Regions from separate parts of the Mus musculus genome. Here region 1 is linked to region 2. The links are chromatin contacts, called in public HiChIP or PLAC-seq maps. All regions are on one chromosome and are shown on one strand. Each heading gives the region's core, a stretch centred on a gene start, on an enhancer-like site or on the middle of the called end of the contact. The rest is flanking DNA. Distances are from core to core; before and after follow the strand shown. Region 1 overlaps Hsd17b12 (hydroxysteroid (17-beta) dehydrogenase 12). Region 2 holds the start of Accsl (1-aminocyclopropane-1-carboxylate synthase (non-functional)-like).

What was found. HiChIP or PLAC-seq counts read pairs in DNA pulled down with a chosen protein or histone mark.
Region 1: an H3K27ac HiChIP or PLAC-seq map of embryonic stem cells shows a contact between it and region 2, with 5 read pairs. The contact joins the enhancer-like site here to the promoter of Accsl in region 2. A contact is called at or near these places in 4 of 39 promoter capture datasets (the C10 cell line, the HPC-7 cell line, cranial neural crest and 1 more), 1 of 484 Hi-C or Micro-C datasets (embryonic stem cells), 1 of 115 datasets of contacts at active chromatin or transcription factors (embryonic stem cells) and 1 of 9 other capture datasets (adipose tissue).

The regions. Positions count from the first base shown.
Region 1 is chr2:94,039,544-94,042,474 of GRCm38.p6, forward strand. The region is part of intron 9 of Hsd17b12 (hydroxysteroid (17-beta) dehydrogenase 12); the gene reads right to left. Among named protein-coding and RNA genes, the nearest start is that of Alkbh3, 30 kb to the left of the region's middle. Within about 2 kb of position 1,353, at least 16 of the 459 cell types and tissues checked have an H3K27ac peak or open chromatin away from gene starts, as enhancers often do. A contact at or near this core is called in embryonic stem cells, where this site is marked.
Region 2 is chr2:93,867,722-93,870,472 of GRCm38.p6, forward strand. It overlaps Accsl (1-aminocyclopropane-1-carboxylate synthase (non-functional)-like), which reads right to left and starts at 1,436. Exons shown (of 15, transcript NM_001033452.4): 1 at 1,301-1,436. The coding sequence starts at 1,322.

The DNA of each region.
Region 1 (2,931 bases), core at 103-2,602, 170 kb after region 2:
CAGTCTGGGACATGGGGTCAGGTTAGCATCAAGCTCAAACTTGGTAACAGTGAGTGAGCATGGGGCTCACTGTAGGGGTTCCATAAATGCACACTGCTTCTTGGTAACAGTGAGTGAGCATGGGGCACACTGTAGGGGTTCCATAAATGCACACTGCTTCTGTTTTTCATCTCTCTTCTCTATACATACTATCACTTCCCAGTTTCTGATGCCTTTATATATGTCACATTAGTCACCTCGTTTGCCTTTAGGAGTCAAAAATTAAGGAGCAAAGCCACAGAGAAATCTTGTACAGGTCAGATGACCACTGAGGGGTGAGAGCAGAACTCATAATCTTGGTCTGGTGACGCTGAGCTTAGTGTCTGTTCCTCACTATCTCTAAGCACACAGGCAATGAGGTCTGCACAAAACTAGACTGGACCAGGGGAGGACTTATTGACGTCTCCATGCTTTCACCTGGACTAAAATCCAGATAGGCTATCTCTTCATATGGCAAGTTTGTGAAGCAAGCATATAGGGTTAACACATAAATTATATATATTATATAGGGTTAACATATAAATTTAACAACTTAAGGCAAACTGTCTAAGGAAGTAAGATATTTGCATGTTTTAAGGGGTCTCCCCACTGATGGCAACTAGTGCAACAGACAGAGACTCCTGTCTTCCCATGTGACAACCTGAGAAGGATTCAGCAGTATATCCTTCCTGCTGTAGGCATAAAAGCATAACCCGATAACTACAAGCTGTGTCAGATAAGCCTAAATGAGGTATGCTCAAGACAGAAGAGTGGGGAGGAGTGCTGTGCTCTTCCAAAACATCAGTGGCATAAAAGAGTCCAGAGAGAAAGAAACACAAGAAACAGGAGAATGGAATACCGGATTCTAGACCAAATGCTTTTCTGGAGAATCAAACATTACTGTAAAGATGGCTGGGAACATAGGTCAGTGGCAGAGCACTGGTCTAGTACTTGCCTAGGGGTGCTACAGTCAACCCCCAGCACCAGAAAACAAAAGGAAACTGAAAAGAGTGTTACAGGGTGTGGTGATGCATGCTGGAAATTCCAGCATTCCAGAGGCAAAGGCAGGAGGACTGAGTTCAAGGCTAGCCTGGGCTACATAGTGAGCCCTTGTGTCAAAAAACAAACAAACAAAACAAAAACAAAAACAACCCCCCCCCAACCAACCAACCAAAATGAAAAAGAATAAACAAGAGAAGAGGTAAAACAGTGAACACAGATCATCTAATCAATAACGTTACACCAGCATTCAACCTCACATTTAGTGTTGCTGTAGTTATCTAAGAACTTAACTTGTCAGATGTGCACTAAGAAGCTGAGGCGAAGCGAAAGAGCACACCCGACTTCCTGTCTAAGGCCTCTCTAATGGCTCTAGGTGGAGTCAGACAGTAACAAAGGGGAAAGCTGGGCAAACAGACCAGGCTGCTCTTCTTGGTACTGTCTATGCCTACAACTGGCTTTGTTTTGTTTTCTTTTTAGCTTCTTGACACAAGGTTTCTCTGTATAGCCCTGGCTGTCCTGAAACTTGCTTTGTAGACCAGGCTGGCCTTGAACTCTGAGATCAACCCGCCTCTGCCTTCCAAGTGCTGGAGTTAATTATTTAAGCGTGTACTACCACTGCCCAGCTCCACTTTTTTTTTTTTTTTGTAAATAGCTTTAAAATTATCTCTTAATAAAAATGACTTAGGAAGGAAACCAAGAGGACTGTGGGAGCTGAGGTGGCCCTGGCTATTCCTCACTCACTCAGCATTTACTAGTGAGCACAGGGCAGACCAGCGCCTATCTCCTCACTTAGATTTCACGTGAGTTTTGTTCTTTGAAGGATGTATGCACAAGTTCCTTTTGCTCCTCCCCATCGGTCTTCAGTTGTTGAAAGATAGGGGGCAGGGGGAGAACATTAGCAACACCGAGGTAGCAAACAGCTTTGCTCAGGAACACATTGCAACCTGGGAGTGCTGGTGTATGGCTTTTACCCAGCAGGCAGGAGGCAGAGGCAGGTGCTTTGTAAGTTCAAGGCCAGCCTGGTCTATACTATAATACACTTTCTCAAGAAAAGAAACAAACAAAAAAACCACTTGGTGAGCAGGCCCAGCAGCAGACAGAGGCATGTGAGGCTCCGGGAAGAAGGAAAATCCAAGTGTCTAAGGCCTGAGATAGGGACTCAGGGAAGATGCACTGGAACCTGAGCCTTTTGTCCAGAGCTCAGGGACAGAAGGAGCTTGGCGGCAGTGTGAGACAGTCCTGAAGAGGTGATGTGGGGTGGTTTCTAGCCATATTAGATTCCTATCAGGCAGAGAATCTAAGGAAACTAGCTTCGAGGAAAGAGGCGTTAAAATGAGTCATGGGCACTTCACAGGGCAGAGAACACAGAGGACATTCCACAGTTTGCTCTAGCCTCAACATAAATAAGTAGCAAGAGCACTGATGCCTTGTGGGGTCTGAATTCAATACTAAGCTTCAGGTATAGCCAGTGAGAGACGCCAGCAGTACCGATCTCTGTGTTAACGAGGTCACTTGATCTGTGTGTTAACGAGATGACCCAAGAAACATGGGATGGAATAGAAGGTGCAGCAAGGCACTCAATCCCCCAGTCCGTAACCTAGAAGACAGAAACACCACCCAGAGAAAAGCAGCTACGTTTCAGCTTAACATGGGCTCTCTGCTCTACTCAGTATCCGGGGATTTATTTTCACAGTGGGACAGCCACGTTTTTCTTCATAAATATGAATTTTCCTTTTCTTAGTAATTCATTCTAAGTTTAGACCTCAAGTGAATCTTAGTAATGAAGACAATGATGGATGAAATTAAATAATTTAAAATTTACTGATGTAAACGGTACAAGCTCATCAAAATAACATATTTCAGAAGGCAAATACTAATGTGCTTTGGGGTGGTTTCTAGTCATATCAGGTT
Region 2 (2,751 bases), core at 186-2,685:
TCAGTGAACATGCTACCAGTGTTTCTAAAAACCGGTCAGAATACCAGGAGCGACCAAGAAATACCTTCTTAATGCCTCAATGAGCCAGCGAAACAAACCAAGACAGCAAACTCCAGGTGGTGGGGCTGCCTGAGGCTACCACTGCCTCTCATTCTTTAAGACAACCTCCACCCAGAAAACTAGGCTTATGACCCTTCCACCATATGCTGTGATTCTCAGCTTTTTTCCAAGCAACAACAACCCCACCCACACATGTCTAAAACCTTGTTGCTTCTTCTACACATGTATAGTATCAGCACTTCAAAGTACTAAACATGCTCTGCAACATCCAGGAGGTTCGGTGGCCAGCCAGTCTAGCCCAAACAGAGAGCATCTGTAAGAGATTCTATCTCAAGCACAAGGTGGAACGTGATGAAGACACTCAACAGTGACCTCTCCCCTCTCTATACACGCAGTGTCCACACACAAAGAATTGCATTCTCCTGGAAGATGTATTTTTAAGAAGGAAGTGAAAATGGGCTAAGGTCATCAGGGAACTTAGAAGTTGGGGACTCTGACAAGACTTCTTATATAGGAAATGTAAATGATGCTGCAGCACAAAGAAATGTTGCCCCTAAAGCCAAGCCCTAAGCATTAGAACTGGGGTTCATCAGTCCTCTCCTTCAAACCCCTTGGCTCTGCCTTGGTTTCAGGGTCCTTAAGTCTGCCCTCACCTACCTTCCAGATCCTCCAGGTTGGTTAAAATCAGCATCAGGGTCAGACAAGCTGCTGCTGGCACGATGTTCCTCTGCCATGAGTTCGGGCTCAAGGTAGGTCTTGAGCAGAGGAGGTGGGAAGGAGCCAGGCAGGGATCGGCTCAGTGCTAGGGTAGGGTTCCCCTAGGCTTCACCTGGTCCGTCTTTCCAGTTAGTTCCACAAGCCTCGCTTTGTGGATGAGAAATAGAGGCTCAAAGGAATGAACTGAGTCTACCAGACACAGAAGTAGGATGTGTTTATCAGGGAAGGTTCCAGGCACATCGGCCCCTAGTGGCCGTGCCTCGTGTGCCCCAGTGCGGCCATGAACATAACCCAACACAGAGTCAAAACGGAAAACACCGAGGTTGCTGTTGCTTTGCTTCTGTAGCTCCACTACCCAGTTCTCAAGCACCGGCTTTATGGATAATGTTGTATTACAATGTTAGGTCTAAGCCGTTTGACAATAAAACTCCACTTTCTTTTAAGCTCCAGGGCACTGTGTGTGGCCCAAAGTCCCTGCCTCCCTCCATTCTCATGGCTTGCGTAGTCACCCCACCGAGCTCACCTTCATTTCTGTTCTCACTCATCTCTGTGCAGTCCGAAGTCTAAATCCAGGAGTGTCTTTGTCATTCAGGGAGCAGAAGCTTGCTCCTCCGCCCCCTCCCCTCTCTTTTAAGCACAAGGTGGCTTGCAGGGTAATGAGACCCATCTTTTCCCCTCCTGGAGCCAACTACCCAGCAGCTCCCCATTATCTAGATGGCCTTGGCATAATTACAGAGAACTGGCTCGGAGTATCCGGTTGGAGCAAATCTGAAGAGTATTGGCTTCAGCTGAAGTGTTCACAGGCTGGGAGGGCCCCTGCTCTTCGAAGGAGGCTAGAGCCAGGGCCTGTGTGTACAGGCAAGACACGGGATGAATCGGGTGCTCACTGACTATGGAAAGTAACCAGAGGGGGAGGAGCCTGTTCAAAGCACAAAGAAGCCTATGGTACCTCCCCGTTTCTGAGGAGGCCATATTTGAGAGTAGGCTGAAGTGGGGTTTAGTCAGCACAGGAGGGGCCACTGCATTAAGAGGTCTTGGAGGGAGCACCAGGAACCCCAGGCACCATCCCCTAGGGCCCAGGACATAGGGTCCCTTGCCTGTGTGGCTTTGGCAAGCCTTCCTTTCTCCTTGGGAAAGACAGAGGCCAGGAAAACTACATCCCAGGTGGTGTGGAGACTAACTGGAGGATGGATGTGTGCTGACATGACGGGGCAGGAAGGGTTGTATGAAATGTCTCAGCTGTGACTGAGCCTCCCGTGACTGTCTAGGGACAGATGTGGACCCAAAGTAGCCTATCCTTCCAGAATACCCATGCCCTGCTCTCAAACTTTGAGGGAAAGATGATCCAGGTGTGGTGGCACGTGCATTTAATCCCAGCACGTGGGAAGCAGAGACAGGAGGGCCTCCTTGAGTTCAGGTACAGCCTGGTTTATGTAGTGAGACCCTGGGCTACAGTTGGGTGCTGGTCTAGGGACCCCAGGACTCTGGACTGCTAACGTCCACCCCTCCTTTTGCCCCACGGCCACTTTCCCTCCTCATTCGCCCTTCTGTTTTTTTTTTTTTTAATGGCATTATTTTCTTCTAAATGGTAAACACACCTGACTCATTTCTCTGTGTTGTTTCTTTCCAGCTCCCCTATCTAGAATCTAAACCCCATGAGGAGAGATGCTTCAACTGTCTTATTTATTGCTGTCTGTCTGAGGAAGACCAGGAGCTCAATAATTGCTGGGATTTGGACTGAAAGTTTCCTCCTAAGGCCTTAAAGCAGTGCTGTTGGCTCTCTCTCTGTCTCTCTCTCTCTCCTCTCCTCTCCACCAGCGGCTCCCCAGTATGATATGCTACCTGGTCTAATATTAACAGAGCTAAGCAACTGTGAACTGAAGCCTTCAAAACTATGCATGGAAATAAATCTTCTGTCTTTCCAAAGTTGTTTGCCTCGAGATTCATAACATTAATGGATGTTAATACCTTGTC